2 separate regions of the Bos taurus genome follow, and region 1 is linked to region 2. A link is a contact called in public Hi-C data. All regions are on one chromosome and are shown on one strand. The core of a region is the stretch at or near the end of the contact, and the rest is flanking DNA. Distances in the headings are between cores, read along the strand shown.

Region 1 (5,171 bases), core at 1,009-3,508, 51 kb after region 2:
TTTGATCTCCTTGCACTCCAAGGGACTCTCAATAGTCTTCTCCAACACCACAATTCAAAAGCATCAATTTTTCGGTGCTTAGCTTTCTTTATGGTCCACTCTCACATCCATACATGACTACTGGAAATTTTGCAGCTCACATCATCCTAAACTGAGGGATCTGTCTTGAATTAATTCATGCTTTCCATGTATAATTTCTTTTATAAATGTGAATGGAGAATAAATGTCTACAAATGGAATTTCTGCGCTATATTCAATATCTTGTAATAACCTATAATGGAAATGAATTTGGAAAAGAATATATATGTGTATAACAGAATCACTTTGCCATACACCTGAAACATTGTAAATCAACTATTGGAAAGTGTGTGTGTGTTAATGGATCAGTTGTGTCTGACTCTTTGGGACCTCATGAACTGTAGCCTGCCAGGCTCCTCTGTCCATGGGATTCTCCAGGCAAGAATACTGGAATGGGTTGCCATTCCCTTCTCCAGGGGATCTTCCTGACCCAGGGATTGAATCCTGTTCTCCTGCATTGCAAGCAAATTCTTTACCATCTGAGCCACGAATCAACATATTTCAATTTAAAAAAAAGAAAAACAATACTCCTTTTAACTGGGAGTGTTATGTCCAGTTTTTGTTCTAATTGTGGGTACTTTTAAAGTTTGTAAGTATCATTGGAGCAGTATCTGTGGATTCCCTTAAAACATATGCTTCAGCACATTCTTTCCTTCCTTCCTCTCACCCATGAATTTTGTTGAAATAATTAGAAATGTTTGTCCACACTTTTTTTTTAAATAATTTGCTCCTTCAGCATCCTTGTTGATTATTTCTCTCATGATGTCAACAATTAGCATACATAATTTAGACCACTCTAGTTTCATTAGTTTTACTGCTCACTACTACTTCTTTTATACTTCTGTATGCCTGCACTTAAGATTTCTATACTCCCTTAAGATTTTTTTTTCCCTGAAAAGATATGTGGAAAGTATATTTTTGAGTCCTTTTATGTCTATTAATAGCTTTCTTCTGCTTTATAATTAATGATAGGTACAATATTATAATTTAATAATAAAATAAAATAATTATTTTCATAATAATTAAAATTTTCAAATTCTTAGACCACAGTCTTTTTCCTTCTAAGTTCTGGAAATCTTACTCCTTTGTCTTTCACAGCCAGTATGGCAGCTGAGAAGTCCGATGTCCATCTCATTCATATTCCTTTTTCAGTTTTTATTTTATTTGGTGTTTAGTGGTATGTTTGTTTGTTTGTTTTGGGCTGCACTTTGCAGCATGCAAGAATCTTAGTTTCCCAACCAGAGATCAAACACATGCCCACCCATGGCAGTGAAAGCAGAGAGTCCTAACCACTCATCTGCCAGGGAAGTTCCTCTTTTGTATTTTTATCTTGCTTTTTTAAAAATTAATTTTCCCCTCTTTTTTATTTTTTAAAAATCTTGGTGGAGGTTCAGATTTTATTGAATTTTTCTCCTCCTGACATTGAGAAATTTGGGGAATGTGTGGATCTTTTATGATTAATCCTGTCAAGTTCTGAGTAGATCATTTTAGTCTGAAAAACTCATTTGTAAGTTGTTTCTTTCTCCCATTATTTATTTAATTACTACTTCTCCTTTACTTGTTATTTTTCCCTTCTGTTTTATTTTCTCTTTCTGAAATGCCTGTAATACACATACTGGATCCGTTGTGGAGGTGGTGTCTTTTTTCACTGATAGTTTCCGCTTGGTCACTGTTTTCCTGTGAGTTCTGGGAGCTTTCACTGAACAGATCTTCACAGGCTCCAGAGTGGTTTTCTGCGGTAGCCAGTCTGCATTTCAGTGCCTCTGTTCTTCCGGCCACCAGTTTCACTTTTACCTTCAAATACTAGTTTCTATTCTTTTTTCATTTGCCTTTCATTTTATTAGAGATTCAGTGTTTTGAATCTCCCTGAGAACGTAAATTTCAAAATTTGTAAAGTTGTCTTGTTTCTTGCCTTTACCCTAACTGTTCAGAATGTGCCTCTTAAACATATGAATCTCTCTAATTTGTTAGCTTCTCTGCTCATCTGCCAAGTGAGGTCTAGTTTGTTCCGTGTTGGTAACTGAAATCTGCTTTGTCAGAGACTCTGTAGGTCATTGTTCAGTTCTTTTCATTACCAGCAAAAAATAGGGGGAAAAGTTAGATGCTTGTAACTTCTCAGCAGCAGCTCGGAGTCCTGATAGCCTGTGTGGGGTAAGGCTGGAGCTGTGGGCAGAGGGACACAGCTGCAGGGCAGAGCCCTGCTTTGTTGCAGAACAGTCTTCCTTTTGTGTTGCTTTGGCAGCTCTGAGCCTACTGGGGTAGTTTCCCTTCCCCCGAGTAGCTGCCTGGTCTGGCACCCAGGCAGAAGCTCCAGGGTGGCTCTTTGTCCAGCGCTGGTCTTGCCCACCTCTACTTCAGGAGCTGTCCACCGGCTGTAAGAGGGGAGCTGGTGGACTTGGCCCCTCTGTGTGTGCGTGGAGTGATTAAGAGTTTAAGCCTGAGTTTTATAGCCATTGTATTCCAGTCTGTGGCTTGGCTGCTGTGTTGTGCAGTTGCTAAGTCAGTGTCCAGTTCTTTGCTACCCCATGGACTGCAGCATGCCAGGCTCCTCTGTCTACGGGTTTTCCAGGCTAGAACACCGGAGTGGGTTGCCATTTCCTTCTCCAGGGGATCTTCCCCACCCAGGGATTGAACCCATGTACCCAGTACAAAATAAAAAGTTGTTTTTTTTTTTTTTTTAATGATCCACATTAAAAAAAAAAAAAAGAATGAAAACCCTCTCTGTGGGCTGGACCCCTTTTTGTGTTTCTAGTACTGATCTTGTTCTGTGATAAGCACTCTACGTGCTTTTCAAAATGAAGGAAATGTAATACTTTGGCCTCATAATGAACAAAGATATTTAAAATATCATGGATCCAGGTAAGGGTCAGTTAAACTTTTGTAAATTTACAATACCTTTTAGCATCATCAGAGAGGAAAAGGCTGATGTTTCTCACGTGTTCGGTACCAAAAAAAATAACTTTAGAGCAAGGAGGACTTTTTTTCTAAAATGTTTAGGTACTGATCAACACAATCAAGTGTGTTGTGTTTGGATTAAGTGGGTTTCTTCTACACTAAAAAAGCAGAGTTGGAGGAGACGGTAGGGAAATATATATAGTTGCCCGGACAGGAAGCCCTAATCCTTTTCAATGGCATAAGAAGAGTTGAGAGATAAATTATGAAGTGATCATCATTTTCCATGCCAGCCTGTAAGAACAGCAGCTTTGTGTAACTGAGGGAATTTCACAGAGCAGCATGTTTTTTTGTCTGCTGTACCTCTAAGCGTATTAGATGTATCAGATCCAGACCTGAGTAATGCCCTGTGCAAGGTGCTATAAATGCCTGTCAGCCATTTTCTTGGGTTCCTGTCTTCCATTGTTGTCTAAATCTAGGTTTATTTCTCCTGCTGCTCTCATAGTCTGTTTTATTTCTCTTTCTGAGTGGTCAGACGACCTCAGGAATAGTGTGGTGGGTAAGTGAAAGTGTTAATCGCTCAGTCGTGTCCGATGGGACCGCCATGGAGCCTAGCTCGCCAGGCTCCTCTGTCCATGGAATTCTCCAGGCAAAAATACTTGGGAGTCAGACTGCCTGAGGGTAACTCCTGGCTTTTTCCCTCCAAAGGGAAACACAGTTCCTCATATCTGAAATGGAAACAAAAATAGGACCTCCTCTGAATGTTTGTGAGGATTAAGAAGTGAAGGGGGACTTCCCTGGGGGTCCAGTGGTTAAGACTCTGAGCTTTCACTGCAAAAGGCTCAGATTTGATCCCTGGTCAGGAAACTAGGATCCTGCATGCCGTGAGGTGTGTCTAAAACAAAAATTTTAAAATGCAGAGTGATAAAAAATAAGCCTCTAGTAATATCTGCCTCTTTTTCAAAAAAATAAAAGAAGGATGCAAGTCACAATGTGTCTTCCATAGAAGGTGCTCAGGGTGTTTGTCTCTTAGTTCGGGAGAGAGAAAGATGGTGTCCCTGGTGTTTCTTAAAAGGGTACTAACCCCATTCCTGAGTGCACCACCTGCATGACCTAATTACTCCCACCTCCTAACACCATCACAGTGAAGATGAGGATTTCAATATATGAATTTGTAGGGAATCCATTTATTCGGAGGAATCTGTTGGGCTGCAGTCCATGGGGTCACAAAGAGTTGGACATGACTGAGCACACACATGCATTTAATTCTGAACCGTTATTATTATCCCTTCTACTACTTTTAGCTAGCTGTCTCAGATGGTAAAGAATCTGCCTGCAGTACAGGAGACCCTGGTTTGATTCCTAGTTTGGGAAGATCCCCTGGAGGAGGGCAGAGCAACCCACTCCAGTGTTCTTGCCTGGAGAATCCCATGAACAGAGGAGTCTGGTGGTCTGCAGTCCATGGGGTGGAAAAGAGTTGGACGTGACTGAGCGACTAACACTCACTTTCACTTTCACATTTTACCTTACCGTAACCATACCACTGCTCTCCATTTCTCTGCTAGGGTCCCCATATCTGGGCAGTGCCAGAGTGGAACTCTCTTCTCAGACTCTGAAAGTTCCCTTGTACATTTTAATCTGGCTTAACTCTTAATGGAAAGGATTCTCACCAGAAGTTTCTCCTTCTTTTCTGCAAAGTGCTGGATGCCCACCTTTGTTTCTATCAAGGAGCCTGACAATTGTCTGCTGGGTAGTTGTTGCTATTTCTTGAAAGAGTTTGGCTTTTGCTGGGTTTTGCTTGTGTTCAGGTCCATGGGTCGGTTAGCTTCAGCTGTCTTCACATTCACATTCATGCATGCACATTTACACTCACATACTCTGACTATAAGCATGCTTTAGACCGAAAACTTCGTTCTTTTATGATTATCCTTTGTTATCTGAGATAACATCTGGCCATCATTAACTGGTTATTATCAAAACAGACCGTAGGGCATAAGCAGTAAAACTTGGGAAGTGACATTCCCAGAAGAGAGGGGCAAAGAGCTAACTGACCTTGACCCATTTAGGCCGGAGGGAATACAGCCAGTTCTTCGGCTTTGTGTTCTGTCTTCTTAATTACAGACAGCAAAATCATTGCAGCAGTTACCCAGGGTCAGTTAATTGAAAGGACTCACTAAGTATACTTACTTAAGGCTTTGATG
Region 2 (4,717 bases), core at 747-3,246:
CACCTATTAAACAGTTAAGTGACAATGTAGAGTAGCATTAGATATGTGAGTTCAGAAATGTGGTCAGGGTAGAGATTATTACTGGAATCAAGAGCATATGGATGGTATTTAAAACCATTGCGGCAGGCTGAATAATGTCCCTTAAATATGTCTATGTCCTAATTCCTGGAAACTTAAAGAACCTATCGTGTATGAAAGCAACTTTAAAAATCTGTCATTTGTGCAACTTCTCTGGTAGTCCAGTGAGGAAGACTCTGCACTCCAATGCAGGGGGTCTGGGTCTGATCACTGTTCAGGGAACTAGATCCCACTAGTCGCAACTAAAAACGTACCTCGTGCCACAACTAAAACCCTGTGCAGCCAAATAAATAAAAAATATTAATAATAATATTAATGTTAATAATAATTAATAAAAATATTAATAAATAAATAATAAATTAATTAATTAATAAATAATAAATAAATAATAATAAATAATAATAATAATAATAATAATAATAATCTGTCATTTGTAAGTCTAAAAACCACCACCCAAGGCAGGTTTTATTATCCTACTTTTAGTAGATGGTCAACTAGAGTCTCAGAGAAGTGGAATGCCTTGTTCTAGGTTGCAAAGCTGGAAAATACCTCAACCTCCCTTCAAGTGCCTTACAGAATTTCTATGAAGTTGGGAGGTGGTAGAGACAGAGACCTATCACCTTGGCTGTGCCAAAACTTGCCCTATAAGACAGGTATTTCTACAAGGCCCATCCCGTTCTTTGTCCAGCTCTGGCATATTATTTTTCTCCCCTCCAAAGCCCTTGCCAGCCCAGTCACACCACATAGACCAAGACCATTCCTCAGCCGGATTGATAACTGTGGGAGGGCTAATGGGGTTATCACATAACCAACGACCCCACAAGCCAGGCCCTGTGCCAAGCAACTGACATTCTTTCAGTCATCACAATAACTCTCTCCATTGTTTCCAGTGCAAGCTAGAAAGGAAGGATCACTGGGGAATGGGAAGAAGGACCAAGGAGCATGGGTGCCTGAGTTCAAGTCTGGGGGGTGCTATAGGCCTAACTTGAAGCTACAGTTTAATTATGGGCTAGTAACACAGCCATCTAAGAAAACGAGGAGGTTGACAACACAGGTCATCTCTTAAGTTCCTTCGAAGATGCTTGCATGAGGTCTTTTCTTCCCCGACTCCTGGCGCTCCACTATTAAGGACAGTGGCAGGAGTACAGCGACAGTCCGCTCCACCGAGGGCTGCCCTTTGGTTCTCTGTCTTAGAGGACGGTGCAGGCGGTGACTCCGAGGCCACCAAGCTCCCCAGGCCAGGAACGATAAGTAGGCGATAGGTCATCTCAGGACAAGGGAAAGGAAGCTCTGAAGAACTACTACTCCCAGGAGACCACGGGGTACCACTCGGCGGCCCGAGGCAGACGCGTGTTGGGAGCAGCTAAGCATGCTCGGTGGTCAGGCCCCCGCCTCGCGAGGGACAGATAACTCGTGCGCATGCCCAACCTCTCGCCAACACGTTCAAGCTTCTTTCCTTCCTGCGGGATTCTTTTCTTTCCGGCCTCGCCCAGGCTAGCTTTTCCCCGCCCCACCAACGCCCCCTTTTCAGGGATTTTTGCGGTGGGCGGGATACCCCAAGCGCGTTCCCAGGAGTGTGTACGCGCGCGTTCCCGGGAGATGAAAGAGGGAGGGCACTAAACACTGGGTGTGGAAGGTGACCAGGGGACCGCGGGTGACGGAAGGCGCCTGCGCTCTAGAGGCGGTGCGGCGAGGCTACGGGAATGGCGGAGGAGCGGGGCGGAAACGGCCCCAGAGGACTGGCGGCGCACGCGCATTGGGCCGCCGGCGCCCCGCCCACTTTGTCAGTTACCCCTCCTCCTCCTCCTCCACCACCCTCCCGGAAGTGCAGCCGCCCTCGCGCCCACCAGCGGCCACCCCCTGCGGCAAGCCCCGCCCCCATCGGCCCCGCCCCCCCGACTCTCCACCCCCTCCCTCCGGTGGTGGCGCCGGGTTGCAGCGCCGGTCGTGGCGGTTTCGTTGCCCGAAGCCGGGAGCGCGGAGTCGTCCCCGGGGAAGGCGGCCAGGCTATGATCGCGGGTCCCCGGCGGCCCGCTCCGGCCAAACAGAGTCTCTGTCTCAGCTGGTGCCTGCGCTCGAGCGGTCGTCTCAGCCCAATCCCGCGGCGCAGTTGGCGGCGGCGCCCCCGACGCGCCCCCTCCTCTGATGGCGGCAGAGATCCAGCCCAAGCCTCTGACCCGCAAGCCAATCCTGCTGCAGCGGGTCGAGGGCTCTCAGGAGGTGGTGAACATGGCCGTGATCGTGCCCAAGGAGGAGGGTGTCATCAGTGTCTCGGAGGACAGGTGAGAACCGCTGCCCCCTCGGCCGCGAGCAGGGGCGGGACGGGCCGGCGGTCCCCGAAGCCCGCTTCTGGGGCTGTGCCTCCACGTCGGCGCGAGGGCGAGAGCGCTTGCCCAAGTTTTTATTCTAATGCGCATCCTGCTGGTGCCGATGTCCAGCCGCGCAGTCGCCGCTGCTGCGTGGCTCCGAGACGCGGAGCCGGGACGGTGGCGTTCTGTTGGGGCTTGCTCGGGTGGCGTCCGCCGGGGCCAGGGTGGCCCTTGGACTAACGGTGCGCCGGCCACTGGACCTTGGTCCAGCCCTGAGGACAGTGGAGGGAGAGGGAGGCGCTGCCTGGCCCTGCAGGTGTGTGCGTGGGGAGGATGCTCAGAGCTCTGTAAGATAACTAAGGGGTTTTGAGAACTCTGGTACAGTTCTGAAGGCTCCAGACTGAGGAAAGCAAATGCCACTCCCTTCGCCCAGACATTCTCACCGAATCCAGATCTCCCAGACATCTTCCACTGAATTCAATAAATATTGCAAGTTGTGAAGAGTATCTGGGCTTGTGCCCAGAAGGAGAGCTGACTTCTCTCCTTTGCCCTATTTAAGCTCAAGGGGAAGCTCCTAGAACTTTTGGAGGGACCACTGCTGCAAATAGCTCTGGAGTTCCTTCCCTTTGCTTGCTTCCTTTCTTTTTTTTTTTTTGCCTAATTTTGCTTAATTTGCAGAAGTAGAGCCAGTTGTTCTGCCTGTAGTATTCTCCCATGTTTTTTAGACAGTGCTGTTTTTTTGTTTGTTTGAACTTAATGTCCTTTAATATGCAAAGATTATGCAGATGAAGCTCATTTCCAGAGGAATGAAGCTTAAATATAGTAGTAATAGTTTTGATCTGGAATTGTTGCTTTTATAGTTTCAACTCGTATTCTACAAAATGTCATATTGTAGAGGTGTATGACAAGGAGCTTTAGCCTTTAAATGGTAGATAGGTTTTCTTAATGTAAGTTAACATTGTACTGAGGTAAAACATATTTTTTCTTGGTGACTTGTAAAATTTCAGGCAAAGAAAGGCAAAGCAACAATGTGTTCATACCGTCTTTATAGTCATTTCAGTGCTTTGCATGCAGTGTGGTCTCAAAAAATGTGCCTGACAGGTCTATTCATATCATAGATTCTTCAGTATAATTAGGATGATTACATATTAATGTCATATTTTTCTCTACATCGTACTCCATAAGATGGCCAAATGGTGCCTGATTCACTTCCTATACAGATCCAAGGGAAAATATTGTAAACATACCCCAATGGCAAGCAGTCTGCTAAAAACAGAAGAAATTCATGTGCTGTAATGGAATATATGGATGTAGAAACCACTTGAAATTCACAGAGAAGGCTTAAGAGTGTTTAATTTTTCCACAGAGGCAAAATTCTACTGAAGAGGTTGCTTCTGGACCTAGAAATTCTTTGTCACAGAATTGTGTTTTTTTAAAAGAGAATATATCGATAGACGTCACTTTCCCTGTCTTTAACTACTGGAGATGAAACTGCTCATTCTAATTGCTGTAGGAAATTCATAAGTAAGTTTGTTGAATCAAGTAGGAGAGGGAGAAAGGTAATTAAAACCTAAGTGGCTTTAGTATTAGTTTTGGAACTTTCTACTTTGGAAGTAGAAGTTAGTTTTCCTAGTTTTCTTTTTTTTAAGTGTTCAAAGGGATCTTAGAGATTATTTGCTATAACACCTTCATTTTACGGTTGAGAAAATTTAAGCCAGAGCAATTACCTGCCCAAATTCATGTACCTGGTGGTGAAACCAAGCTTGGCTCCTGGTTTCTGATTTCCATCTCACTGTTTATACTAAAGGAAACAACTTCAGTTGGGGGTACATTTTAGAGTATTTGGAGACTCTGAAGTAGCATATATGAAAGAAAGTGAAGATGCGTTTCATTTGATTATGGGACAAAATGACTGCAGTGTTTAGCTATATATTAATTTTTACTCTCTCAGTTTACAATGTAAGTAATAGAAAATATTTTATAATGCAGTTAGTGTTAAAATAGTAAGTCTAGGATTTTTCTTGATGTATTTTCTTATTACTAAGGTCAACAAGTCTGTGTTTCTGTAGGTCGTATAGTCACATGTGACAAGAACTTTGTTAGAGCTCAGTTTCAATCATGGCTTCCATTAAAAGAGAACTGATCTCTATTCTTTCTTTTCAAAAGCTGGTGTCACTGTCACTTGACGTAATAGTAAAGATATGAAGATAGAATATTGGATTTTCATCAAAACCTACCAAGCCATTTCCATTTACCACTTCAGCTAGACTCTAGTAGTTTTCATTCCTGAACTGTAAGGTTCAACCACAAAATAATGTCCTAGTTCTGAA

The links. A called contact is a pair of places that touch in the nucleus more often than the background predicts.
Region 1: a Hi-C map of an unstated tissue shows a contact between it and region 2, with 1.9 times the contacts expected there. The contact joins the enhancer-like site here to the promoter of WDFY2 in region 2. A contact is called at or near these places in 2 of 11 Hi-C or Micro-C datasets (skeletal muscle and an unstated tissue).

The regions. Positions count from the first base shown.
Region 1 is chr12:21,060,888-21,066,058 of ARS-UCD2.0, forward strand. All of the region lies in intron 1 of WDFY2 (WD repeat and FYVE domain containing 2), which reads left to right. Among named protein-coding and RNA genes, the nearest start is that of WDFY2, 52 kb to the left of the region's middle. Within about 2 kb of position 2,259, at least 60 of the 102 cell types and tissues checked have an H3K27ac peak or open chromatin away from gene starts, as enhancers often do. A contact at or near this core is called in skeletal muscle, where this site is marked.
Region 2 is chr12:21,009,904-21,014,620 of ARS-UCD2.0, forward strand. It overlaps WDFY2 (WD repeat and FYVE domain containing 2), which reads left to right and starts at 1,997. Exons shown (of 11, transcript NR_198888.1): 1 at 1,997-2,360.